Linked DNA regions of Sus scrofa: region 2 is linked to region 1. A link is a contact called in public HiChIP or PLAC-seq data. All regions are on one chromosome and are shown on one strand. Each heading gives the region's core, a stretch centred on a gene start, on an enhancer-like site or on the middle of the called end of the contact. The rest is flanking DNA. Distances are from core to core; before and after follow the strand shown.

Evidence for each region. HiChIP or PLAC-seq counts read pairs in DNA pulled down with a chosen protein or histone mark.
Region 2: an H3K27ac HiChIP or PLAC-seq map of alveolar macrophages shows a contact between it and region 1. The contact joins two enhancer-like sites. A contact is called at or near these places in 1 of 47 Hi-C or Micro-C datasets (embryonic fibroblasts) and 1 of 2 datasets of contacts at active chromatin or transcription factors (alveolar macrophages).

What each region holds. Positions count from the first base shown.
Region 1 is chr8:45,573,509-45,579,005 of Sscrofa11.1, reverse strand. No RefSeq gene overlaps it. Among named protein-coding and RNA genes, the nearest start is that of PDGFC, 230 kb to the left of the region's middle. Within about 2 kb of position 2,550, at least 2 of the 83 cell types and tissues checked have an H3K27ac peak or open chromatin away from gene starts, as enhancers often do. A contact at or near this core is called in alveolar macrophages, where this site is marked.
Region 2 is chr8:45,715,608-45,721,104 of Sscrofa11.1, reverse strand. All of the region lies in intron 1 of PDGFC (platelet-derived growth factor C), which reads left to right. Among named protein-coding and RNA genes, the nearest start is that of PDGFC, 90 kb to the left of the region's middle. Within about 2 kb of position 3,079, at least 5 of the 83 cell types and tissues checked have an H3K27ac peak or open chromatin away from gene starts, as enhancers often do. A contact at or near this core is called in alveolar macrophages, where this site is marked.

The DNA.
Region 1 (5,497 bases), core at 1,301-3,800:
CATTGAGGCTTTCCAGCCTCTGGACTCCAGTGCTTTTGAGCAGGAGTTTTCCTTTTCTCAGGCATCTTGATACTGATTGCAGGTAAATTAAATTGCAAATGACATGAAGTTGTGTGTAATTAATGAAATGCTTGCTTATAGCCTGTATGGTAGTATGAAACTCGGCGCGGGTGGGATGGGCCTGTAAATTTCCCATCATGTATTCATTTCCAGTGCCTGATACTAGAGGGGTGAGTGCAGATCCATCTGGCATGTGGATCCACATATTTTACACAGCACACTCCAGGCATGGTCCTCAGGTTCAGATGTAGATCTCTCTGCAGGCTGATGTCGTCAGTATCTGATCTTTGCCTTTGAACTTGCCTAGGAGTCATCTAGGTCCAAGACTTATCTAGGCAAGAAGCACTTTTGCACCTGGCAGTCCTACTCTGCAGCCAATCACATGAAAGACAAAGTGAAAATATGTGCTCTATCTTACTGACTTATTTCCATAGTTTTGACCCATCCCTGTGGGGGCAGCCTAGATACAGCCCAACTGCTCCCCTGGAAAACTATGCAACATCACCCTCTGGGCAATTGACAATTCTCATTACTATAGTCAAAATGCTGTGAAATCTAATGTCAATGACCTGTTCAGCATTTCTAACCATTGAATAGAGCACCTTCTTTTCCTTTTATTTTTTTAAATATTTATGTTTTGTTTCCTTATAAAATGTTGAAAGCCAAAAGAAATGGGTTCTATAAAGGTAGCCTCATGCACAAGTACCTGCCAGTGCTTGGGAGGGGTGTGAGGCCCAGCTTCGTTGTACTTTCCCAATCATAGATCCAACTTGCATTTTACCAAAAAAATAAATGGCTAATAAGACCATAATGTCTCAGAATTCCAGAAGTTGTGACTGTATTGACCACAAACTCTGTGATATCTGTGATGTGTGCCTTTGTCCCTGAGATGGACTCTTCTGCCTTGTGATTTACATTAAAATAAAGGAGCAAGATTTTATCGGCACAAGGCAGTCTTTCATGTCCGAATTTTTTTCTTTCTACATCTCATTTCAGTCCTCTTCCTCATCTCCTATTCCTTATATGCACTTTGATGGGGTGCAAATGACAGAATAATAGGAATCTGCACTGGGGGAGAGCAGTGGCCCTCAGCCATTCCCGGTGTTATGGAACACAAGTTCATGTTCCTGATGGACAGTGAAGCCAAACAAACCACAACTTCAAGGTTTGGAGCAGAGAAAGGGTCCATGCAAGAAAACAGTGGCTGGTGAAAAGAAACAACTAAACTCCTGGAAGACTTTTCAGCAAAGCGGTTTTTTTTTGTTGTTGTTTTGTTTTTTGTTTTTTGTGGGGTTTTTTTTTTGTCTTTTTAGGACCACATGTGTGGCACATGGAAGTTCCCAGGCTGAGGGTCAAGTCAGAGCTGCAGCTACTGGCCTACACCACAGCCACAGCAACCCTAGATCTGAGCCTCTTCTGCACCTACACCATGGCTTATGGCAACGCCGGGTCCTTAATGCACTGAGTGAGGCCACAGGTTGAACCTGGGTCTTCCTGCATACTAGTCACACTCCTTACTGCTGAGCCAGGATGGGAACTACCTCAGCAAATCTTTTTTAAATTCAAGGTGAGGGAGGGGCATGGTTGGTTTTTGCAAACTTCTTGGTTTTAGACTCCTTTGTTCTTGCACCTGTCTACATATGTCAGGTTACAATGTTCCTGTAATTCTACAGAAAGACAAATGTTCTTATTCTGTTCTGAAATTTTTTTCTCTCTAAATTGGAAAAGTGTTATACCCTTGAAGAGTTATAAGCCTTGAGAATGACAGTCTTGTGTATTTCAGGCTATGGGCAACAACATTAACTTGTAGCAATAGAGTACAAAGGATAAAGTAAAAAAAGATCCACTATGGAGTCAGATTTGTTCTGTCTTATTGCAGAGGCATGTTTCCTGTGGGTGTGATTGGGTTTGAGGAAAAGCAGAAAATAAACATTTTCTATAATAATCCTTATCTCCAAAAAGATTTTGATATTTTGATTATGTATTATAATTGGATTTAAAATCATAAATGTCACTGTTCTTTACATTCGTAGGAAATGTTACCCAGTCCAAGCTCATTCTGCTCACCACACAACAGGCCAACAAAGCAGGGGATAAACTGTTGGAGCAAGGAACAACTTTATTTGGAAAGCCAGCAACCCAAAAAGAGAGCAGACTAGTGTCTCAAAGAAGCATCTCATCTCACTCAAAATTCAGGCTGCTTTTATAAAAGAAAGAAGAGAGGGGTGGGGAGTGGAAGTGTGGTTGGTTGTTGCAAACTTCTCCATGCAGAGATCATTTGTTCTTGTAGCTGTTGAAGTGGGTCAGGTCTCAATGTTCCCTTAAACCTCCAATAAAACAAATGTTATTCTCTATTCTAAAACTTTTTATCTAAACATGCAGTACTCTTAAAGGTCATGGCCTTGAGAATAGGCTATCCTGTATATTTCAAGCTACCATCAGCATCCTTTTGCGAAAGGTGCTGAGCCTGGATGACTAAGCACAAGTGACAGAGGAAAAGGGTTAAAGAGAAGTTAAAGGAACAGATCTAATACAGAGTCAGATTTGTTCTTCTCTATTACAGAAGGAGTGGAAAAATTGAAAATCTCATAATCACTGGCTTTATGTCCTGCTTTTCCTTCCTGCTTCATGTGTAATTCGTGAAGTCCCACGTACTCTGTCCTCATGACCTCTCTTGGGCTCCTCTCTCCCTCTCCTTCCCCTCCTCAGACCCTCTAGCCCCGTTCCAATATGTGGAGCCTCTCCTCTTTTCCAGCCTTCCTGCCTCTCGTCCTACATCCCACTCCTCCTGTACCTCCCTCCCCCAATCCATCCTCCTCACCACCAACTGAAGGGTCCTTCAAATATTGAATTATGTCACTTCAGTAGAAATTTTACAATGGAACTCTGCAACATTAAATTTTAATTCTTTGCCCATGACACTCAAAATCCTTCTTAAGCGCGTTGTTTCTGCTGGTTTTGCATCACCAAGCCCAACATACACTCTGGTATATGTTGCTTCCTGAAAACACCTTATTTCTGTGAATCTCTGCTGGCACAGCTGTGTTCCCTCTGGAGCTGTTCCTACCCTTAACCTATCTCAGTAATGTTGTTTCGACTCTCAGTTCCAATGCCACTCTTCAGTCAGATTTTTCTTCCTTAGTTCCCACCTTAGTTTCCCGCCTTAGCCACCATCTCTCCTATGCTCCCAGGAATATTTCAGTGGTAGATATGGTCATATTCTGTCATCATTACCTCCTCTCATTTCGATTTCTCATTGGACTCCTCATTCTAACAAACAAACAACTTCTTCTTAAATAGCACATCAGGCACCCTGGTGTCCCTAAGTATTTCTGAATTTCAGCTACCTAATCTGGAAAATGAAGGCGTTAGTAGGTACTTTTCAGTTCTAATCAGTCCAGTCTACAGGTAATGTTGGGGCACCAGCCAACACGAGTAGAGCCTGCTGCAAGAATGTCTATCTCTTGTGATATAAAGTGATATAATTATTTTCCTCTCTAACAATGCTTTGAAACTCTTGTGTTTGGTTTCCAGTTAATGTTTGTCCTATCAACCCTCTCTCAGATACCACTTCTTTTCAAAGTAAAGGAAGTTTATTAATTTCTTTATACATTATATTCTTAAATGCATTCATAGTATGGATACTTATTTTATGATATAATTAAATATTTGAGTCAGAACTTAGTCTTTAAAAAATGAGAACATATAGACCTATCAGTAATGGATGATTCATAGTCGTCTCATCATTTAAGTCTTTTGAGTCATTTGCCCTCATCAGACCTAATAGAGTTCAAGTGAATACTCATAGTCTGAAAACACGCATATTCCCAAATATTGCTATGCTAGCACTCTCTGTGGAACGTTCTTGCATTTATCTGTTTCTTGTATTAAAATGTTAATTTCAATAATTTTCCTCTCTTGTATTAAAATGTTAATTATATCCTTTTGTCATCTGCTTCAAAATGGATCTGCCCAATCCCCTACACCAATCCAGTTACTTTAATACCTGCTAAACCATTAGAATAAATTTTATTCATTATAAATCTATACAAAATTTAAGAAAGTGACTTTATTTTGTAGGAAGTATAGCCTTTAATATTAATAACTTTATTATTTAAAAATAATATATGCAATCCCAGCTAGCTTATTTTAAACAGAAAAGGAATGCTGACCTTAAAATTCATATGGAAATGCAAGGGACCCAAAATAGCTAAAAGTCTTGGAAAAGACCTGCAAAGTTGGAGGACTTACACTTTCCAATTTTGAAACTTAGTGCAAAGCTATATAGAAATAGTGTGATAAGGCTAATACGTTTAGACATGCAGGGAATTGAAAGTCCAGAAATAAACCCTTGTCAATTGATTTTGACAAGGGTGCCAAGACAATTCAATGGTGAAAGTGTATTTTCAACAAATGATGTTAGGACAGCTGGATATCCACGTGCAAAGGGAAAATTTGGACTCTTACCTCATACCATATATGGAAGTTAACTCAAAATGAATGAAAGATCTAAATGTAAGAGATAAAAGTATGAAATTCTTAGAAAGACATATAGGAGAAAATTCTGATGACCTTAGATTAGGTGATCATGTTTCAGATAAGACACCAAAGAACATGTGACAAAAGAAAAAATAGGAGTTCCGTTGTGGCACAGTGGAAACTAATCCGATTAGTGTTCTGGGCTCAATCCCTGCCTTCACTCAGTGGGCTTGGGATCTGGCATTGCTCTGAGTTGTGGTGTAATCCGCAGACATGCCTCAGATCCCGTGTGGCTGTGGCTGTGGCATAGGCTGGCAGCTGTAGTTCCAATTCGACCCCTAGCCTGGGAACTTCCATATGCCATGGTATGGCCCTTAAAAAAAAAAAAAATATAAACTCAACAATATTAAAAATGAAAACTTTGGTGCTTCAAAGGACACTGTAAAAAAAATGAAAAGATAAACCACGTAATGTGAGAAAATGTTTGCAATGTATATATTTGATCAGGGTATTATATTTAGAATAAATAAAGAATACTTAGATCTCAACAATAAAAAGATAATTCAGTTGAAAAATGAGCAAAGGGCTTGAATTCACATTTTTCTAAAAAAAGATACATGAGTGGCAAATAAGCACATAAAAAGATAGCCAATTGTATCAGTCATTAGGGGAATGCAAATTAAAATATAAGATAACTGCATTATACCCTCTGGAATGACTAGAATCAAAAAGATAGAGAGCAGTAGGTGTTGGTGAGGATGTGGAGAAATTCGAACCCTATACATTGCTGGTCAGATTGTGAAATTTTGCGATCACTTTGGAAAACAGTTATGCAGTTCTTCAAAACTTTAAACCCATAGTTAACATTATGAATCAGTAAGTCCACTCAGGTATATATTCAAAAAAAAAAAAAAATGAAAGTCCTGCACATGAAAGTGTCAACATTTTTCATAATAGT
Region 2 (5,497 bases), core at 1,830-4,329, 140 kb before region 1:
ATGTTTCTGAGAAAGCATAAGGTGCCAAGCACCTTCGGCTGGGTGTATAATCTCAAGATGTGATGTTTAGAGAAACTACCGGATCTGTATGTGAGACCTTGCAGACACAGCTGGGTATTTGGGTAGATGAAAAGATGAGGAAAAAGTAATAGCCATGAATAGAGTTAAATCATGACTGAGGGGCGAATAGGCCTGTGTCTGGGCATGAAAGCTAGATTTCTAAAGATAATAGCTTTGAGTGAAAAATGGGAGGTTTGTAATCACCCAGAATAATGGGTGTCTGATTTCTTCATCACTTGTAGACACACAATGTGTTTGTTCTCTTGGAGTTCTGAGGGCGGTTCACAAAGCGATCATTTCATGCCATGCAGTTCAGTGTTACATTAGCCCTAAAGAGTAACTTAAGGGATTGAACAGACTGACTTTGAAAAAACAATTTTTTCTCAAGCCTGTAGTTCTTAGATGAACAGTCCCTGTCATCTCTCCTTATGGGAGAGTTCTATGTGCCCTTTTATCCCCAATATATTATGCTTAACATCATCTAAGTAGCTGCTAAAGCTTTGAATACCAATTGGTAAAGGATACAAAATGGACAAACAATAAATATACGCTTTTGTGGGGGGGGGCATCAGAGGAAAAACAGATGAAACACTAAGAAAGAAGGACATGAATTACAAATAAAAGATGGAACAACATTGAGTGGTGTGAGAGGAATCCAAGCAACAGGTAAAAAAATCCATCAATAAAAAAGTTAGGGAGAATATGCAGCAGAGGATCTTCTGAGGACAGATTTCTGAGTGATGGGCCAAGAAGAAGCAACAAGCAGCATGTGATAGGGATGCGGATGCCCTTTGGAAAATATTTTTATCTCAAACCTAACTTGATGTCTGAATTTATGATCAGTACAGATCTTGTGTCTCTAAGGGATTCCTTGAACTAAATTAAGTTATAAATAAGTATAAACATGGGCACAAAGAATTCCTTTTTAATTTCTTGATTAAAGTATAGTTGGTTTACAATCTTGTGCCAATTTCACAGCAAAGTGACCCAGTCATACCTATATATATATCCTTTTTCTCGTACTGTCTTCTATCCCAAGAGACTGGATGCAGTTCCCTGTGCTACACAGCAGGACCTCATTGCTTATCCACAAAGTTGAATTCTAAAACAATGTTTCAGAGGAGGCCAGGTAGCTAATTGCAACCTTAAATGACGTATCACAATGGTAAGTTGTTTCTTTCTTTATGTTGTTTAAGTACCAAGGTGAGTGGGATGGTTCTGATGATCTGTAGCAAAGGGAACTGTATATACCTGGGGCTCTGGGGCAGAGCTGCATTTTCATCAGTTCACTCTCCTATGCTTGTGAGAACAAGGGTGACTGTTGACCGATTCAGGGACCTCTCCTCCCCCCTCCCTCCATGGTTGGACATTATAACCTCCAAGGACTGTTTGACCTGGGGTTCACATACACATGGTAACCATGCTTTAATTTCCTGTTGGATATTTATCACGAAGAGATTCAGAAGAGTAATATTTTAAAGGAGACTCCTAACCAAAAGCTCCTCGAACTACTTTGGAAAGAGGTTGTTCCTTTCTGCCTTTCCTCTAGTAGCTTGATCTTGAATATGGACTTTTCCGTTCTCCTTGTCCTGAGACCAGCATGGACTCAAACATTTGCTTTAAAAATTGATTGATTTCTTTTTCTTTTTTAAATGTCATTACATCAGTGATGGTGTTAGTTATTAACCCATTACTAAGAAAGAGTTCAGATAAAATAGGTGACTTCAGAATATTCGTGCTCCTATTGGATGATAACCTGCATAATCTGTTCTTATTCCTGGAAGAGAAATGAGCTGATCACAAGTGGAGAATGCACAATAGCAGTGAAATGAGTTGTGTCTTCTCTTCTCACTTGTCACTAAACAACACAGCTAGAGGAAATCTTTCCAGCTAGAGGAAATCTTTCCAGCTAGTTATTTAACAGACTGTTAAATAAATAATTGGTGTAAACGCATTCCTAAATCAAATTTTCACACCTATGCCAAACTGTGATGGTAAGAAACATTCATGGTAATCTTGCTCATGTTCTGATGAATATATATATATATATAACCTAAAGAATGTTTGAATGAGAAAATAAGTTTTTTAGCATCTCTCTTTTTTTTTTTTTTTGGCTGCAGTTGTAGCATGCAGTAGTTCCTGGGCCAAGGATTGAACCCATGCCACAGCAGCAACCCAAGCAGCTGAAGTAACAATGCTGGATCCTTAACCACTAGGCCACCAGGGAACTCCATGGAAAGAAGTTTCTTTTTTTTTTTTTGTCTTTTGTCTTTTGGTCTTTTGTTGTTGTTGCTGCTATTTCTTGGGCCGCTCCCGCGGCATATGGAGGTTCCCAGGCTAGGGGTCGAATCGGAGCTGTAGCCACCGGCCTATGCCAGAGCCACAGCAACGCAGGATCCGAGCCGCGTCTGCAACCTACACCACAGCTCACGGCAACGCCGGATCGTTAACCCACTGAGCAAGGGCAGGGACCGAACCCGCAACCTCATGGTTCCTAGTCGGATTCGTTAACCACTGTGCCACAACGGGAACTCCGGAAAGAAGTTTCTTAATAGTAGGTCATATTGGAGTTCCCGCTATGGTGCAGCGAGTTAAGGATCTGGCATTGTTCTGCAGTGGCACCGGTTTGATCCCCAGCCTACACAGTGAGTTAAGGATCCAGCATTGCCACAGCTATTGTGAAGGTTGTAGCTGTGGCTGAGACTCAATCCTTGGCCTGGGAACTTCCATATGCTGTGAACTCAGGGAAAAAAAAAAAATAGTAGATAATATGGCTTTGGTTTAGGATGCACATTATGGGTATACATATACATAATTTCTAATATAGGGTCATCTTTTAGGATACTAATAGCTGCCAGTAGCAAAACATTCAATTCATGGCTTAAATATTAAATTTACTGTCTCATAGAACAAGCATTCTAGCCTTTGGGCAAGTTCAGGCTTCTTAATTCTGGGGCTCAGTGTCATAATCACTGGCTCTTTAAACCTTTCTTCCCCGTCATCCTCAGTCTTTAGATGTTAGACCTCAGCCTTATCCCCGTTTATCACTTCCTCATAGCTGGTCTGGACACAGAAAAAGGAAGCCTCTCCACAGCTCTCTCTCTCTCTTTTTTTTTCTTTCTTTTTTTTTTTTGTCTTTTTAGGGCTGCACCTGCGGCAAATGGAAGTTCCTAGGCTAGGGGTTGAATTGGAGCTGCAGCTGCAGGCCTACACCACAGCCACAGCAATATAAGATCCAAGCCGCATCTGAGACCATACTGGATCCAAGACCATCTGAGCCGCATACTGCAGCTCATGGCAAGACCAGATCCTTATGGAGCAAGGCCAGAGATCAAACCCTCTTCCTCATGGATACTAGTCGGATTTGTTGCCTCTGAGCTGCAACAGGAACTTCCCACAACTATCTCTTTTTTTTTAAGGGCAACTTTTCCTCTGTTGGCCAGAACTGGGTTGCAGGCATCTGTCTGGAACAGTTACTGGCTGCAGGGCAAGAAGCCACCGTTAATTGCCTGTGTTCATTTATGAGTCACTGCTGGGCTGTGAAGGTGGTCAGACTGCCCTGAAGGACCTGACTGACTTAAGAAGGAAGGGAAAAAACCCAGATTCTGTTAATAGAGTACAGTGAGTATAGGATGACAGCTAGAGTATTAGTGAAATAGTGTCTACTGGAGTTCCCATCATGGCTCAGTGGTTAATGAACCCAACCAGTATCCATGAGGACGCAGGGTCGATCCCTGGCCTCGCTCAGTGGGTTAAGGATCCGGCTGTGGTGTAGGTTGCAGACTCAGCTCAGATCCTGGGTTGCTGTGGCTGTGGTGTAGGCCAGCAGCTACAGCTCCGATTCAGCCCCTAGCCTGGGCACCTCCATATGCCATGGGTATGGCCCTCAAAAGACAAAAAGAGAAAGGAAATAGTGTCTACCAAATATTAATGGTATATATTAATAGAAATATAAAACTTTTTTTTAAAGCATAGATTCAATAACAAAAAATGCCTTGACTAGAACTACAAGTCTTCTGGAAACAACCATTATGATGAATGAATTAACAGTTAATTTTTGGGTCACCTGTGGATGTTACCATTGCAGGATCATTTGTAGCACATTGGCTTTTTGTCTGGATTTGTTTCCATTGCACCACAATGGGAACTCCCCACATTGGCATGTTATTGATGGATAAGTTATGTTTCTAAAAAAATGCCCCCTCAGATATATTTACATCAGTTTTATAGTTTTATGTAAGAGATTTTGCTACAAGTTTCTCTTGCTCTGACATAACCTCCCCCAGTTCTTATTCCCAACTAAGTCCCTATTTCACTTCCACCCAATCTCAAATCTTATTTCCTGCTAAGCTGGCTATGGCTTAGCTTTTGCAATGCAACATTTTAATAATTGAACAAAAATTATAAGTGATCATGAACAACCTGGGGCAATAAATGTTGTGTAATATTAAATATACCTCTAAGTGGTGCTAGGATACCAAAAGGATTGCCAAGATTATTTAGTTATATTGGAAGCTGAAAATAAGGAATCTAGATGCCCAGATCTTAGGATACAAAATGAGATGGCAACCAGTTGACAGAAATGAGTGCTTATTTTGAATTATCCATTGAAATTTCTGTTTTTATATGGCATTGCTACTGAAACTGGTAGAAATATGAAGTTATAAAGCCATACATGCTGCCTTGAAAGGGGTTCACAGATATTCTAAGCCTTATCAAGTGCATTTTAGTTAATTAATAATTAGAGCCTAGAGGAAGTTCCCGTTGTGCAGTGGAAACAAATCCAACTAGTATCCATGAGGAGGTGCGTTTGATCCCTGGCCTTGCTCAGTGGGTTAAGGATCCGGCGTTGCCATGAGCTATGGTGTAGGTCCCAGACATGGCTCAGATCCCATGTTGCCGTGGCTGTGGCATAGGCTGGAAGCTGCAGCTCCAATTTGACCCTTAGCCTGGGAACTTCCGTATGCCCTTAAAAGCAAAAAAAAAAGAAAAAAAAAATTAAAGCCTACAAAATTTTGAAACTTATGTTTAGGGGTGTGGCCCTAAAAAGCAATAAATAAATACATAAATAAATAAATAAAATTAGAGCCTAGAAAATTTTGCAACTTACATTTTTACCAATCCATTTACGAAATGTCATGCCAGTCATTTGTTTTAAGATATATATGTAATGCAAGATTTCACTGGATGTTATTAACATGGAAGAGACTAGATAAAATAGGTACACATTTATCTTCTGTTTGTGGAGTAGATCTGTTGGTAAAATATTTAGACATTAGATGTTTATGTCAATGTCTGACATGCAGGCTTGAGTGCTTTTTCTCCTCCTATGTTATTTCTGCTCAGGTTAGGACATTCCTTCTGAAATGTCTAACATAAGAAATACTATTATTTTGGTATGGCCAATTAGGCACCACCTGAAGCAGCAGTGCCAGGA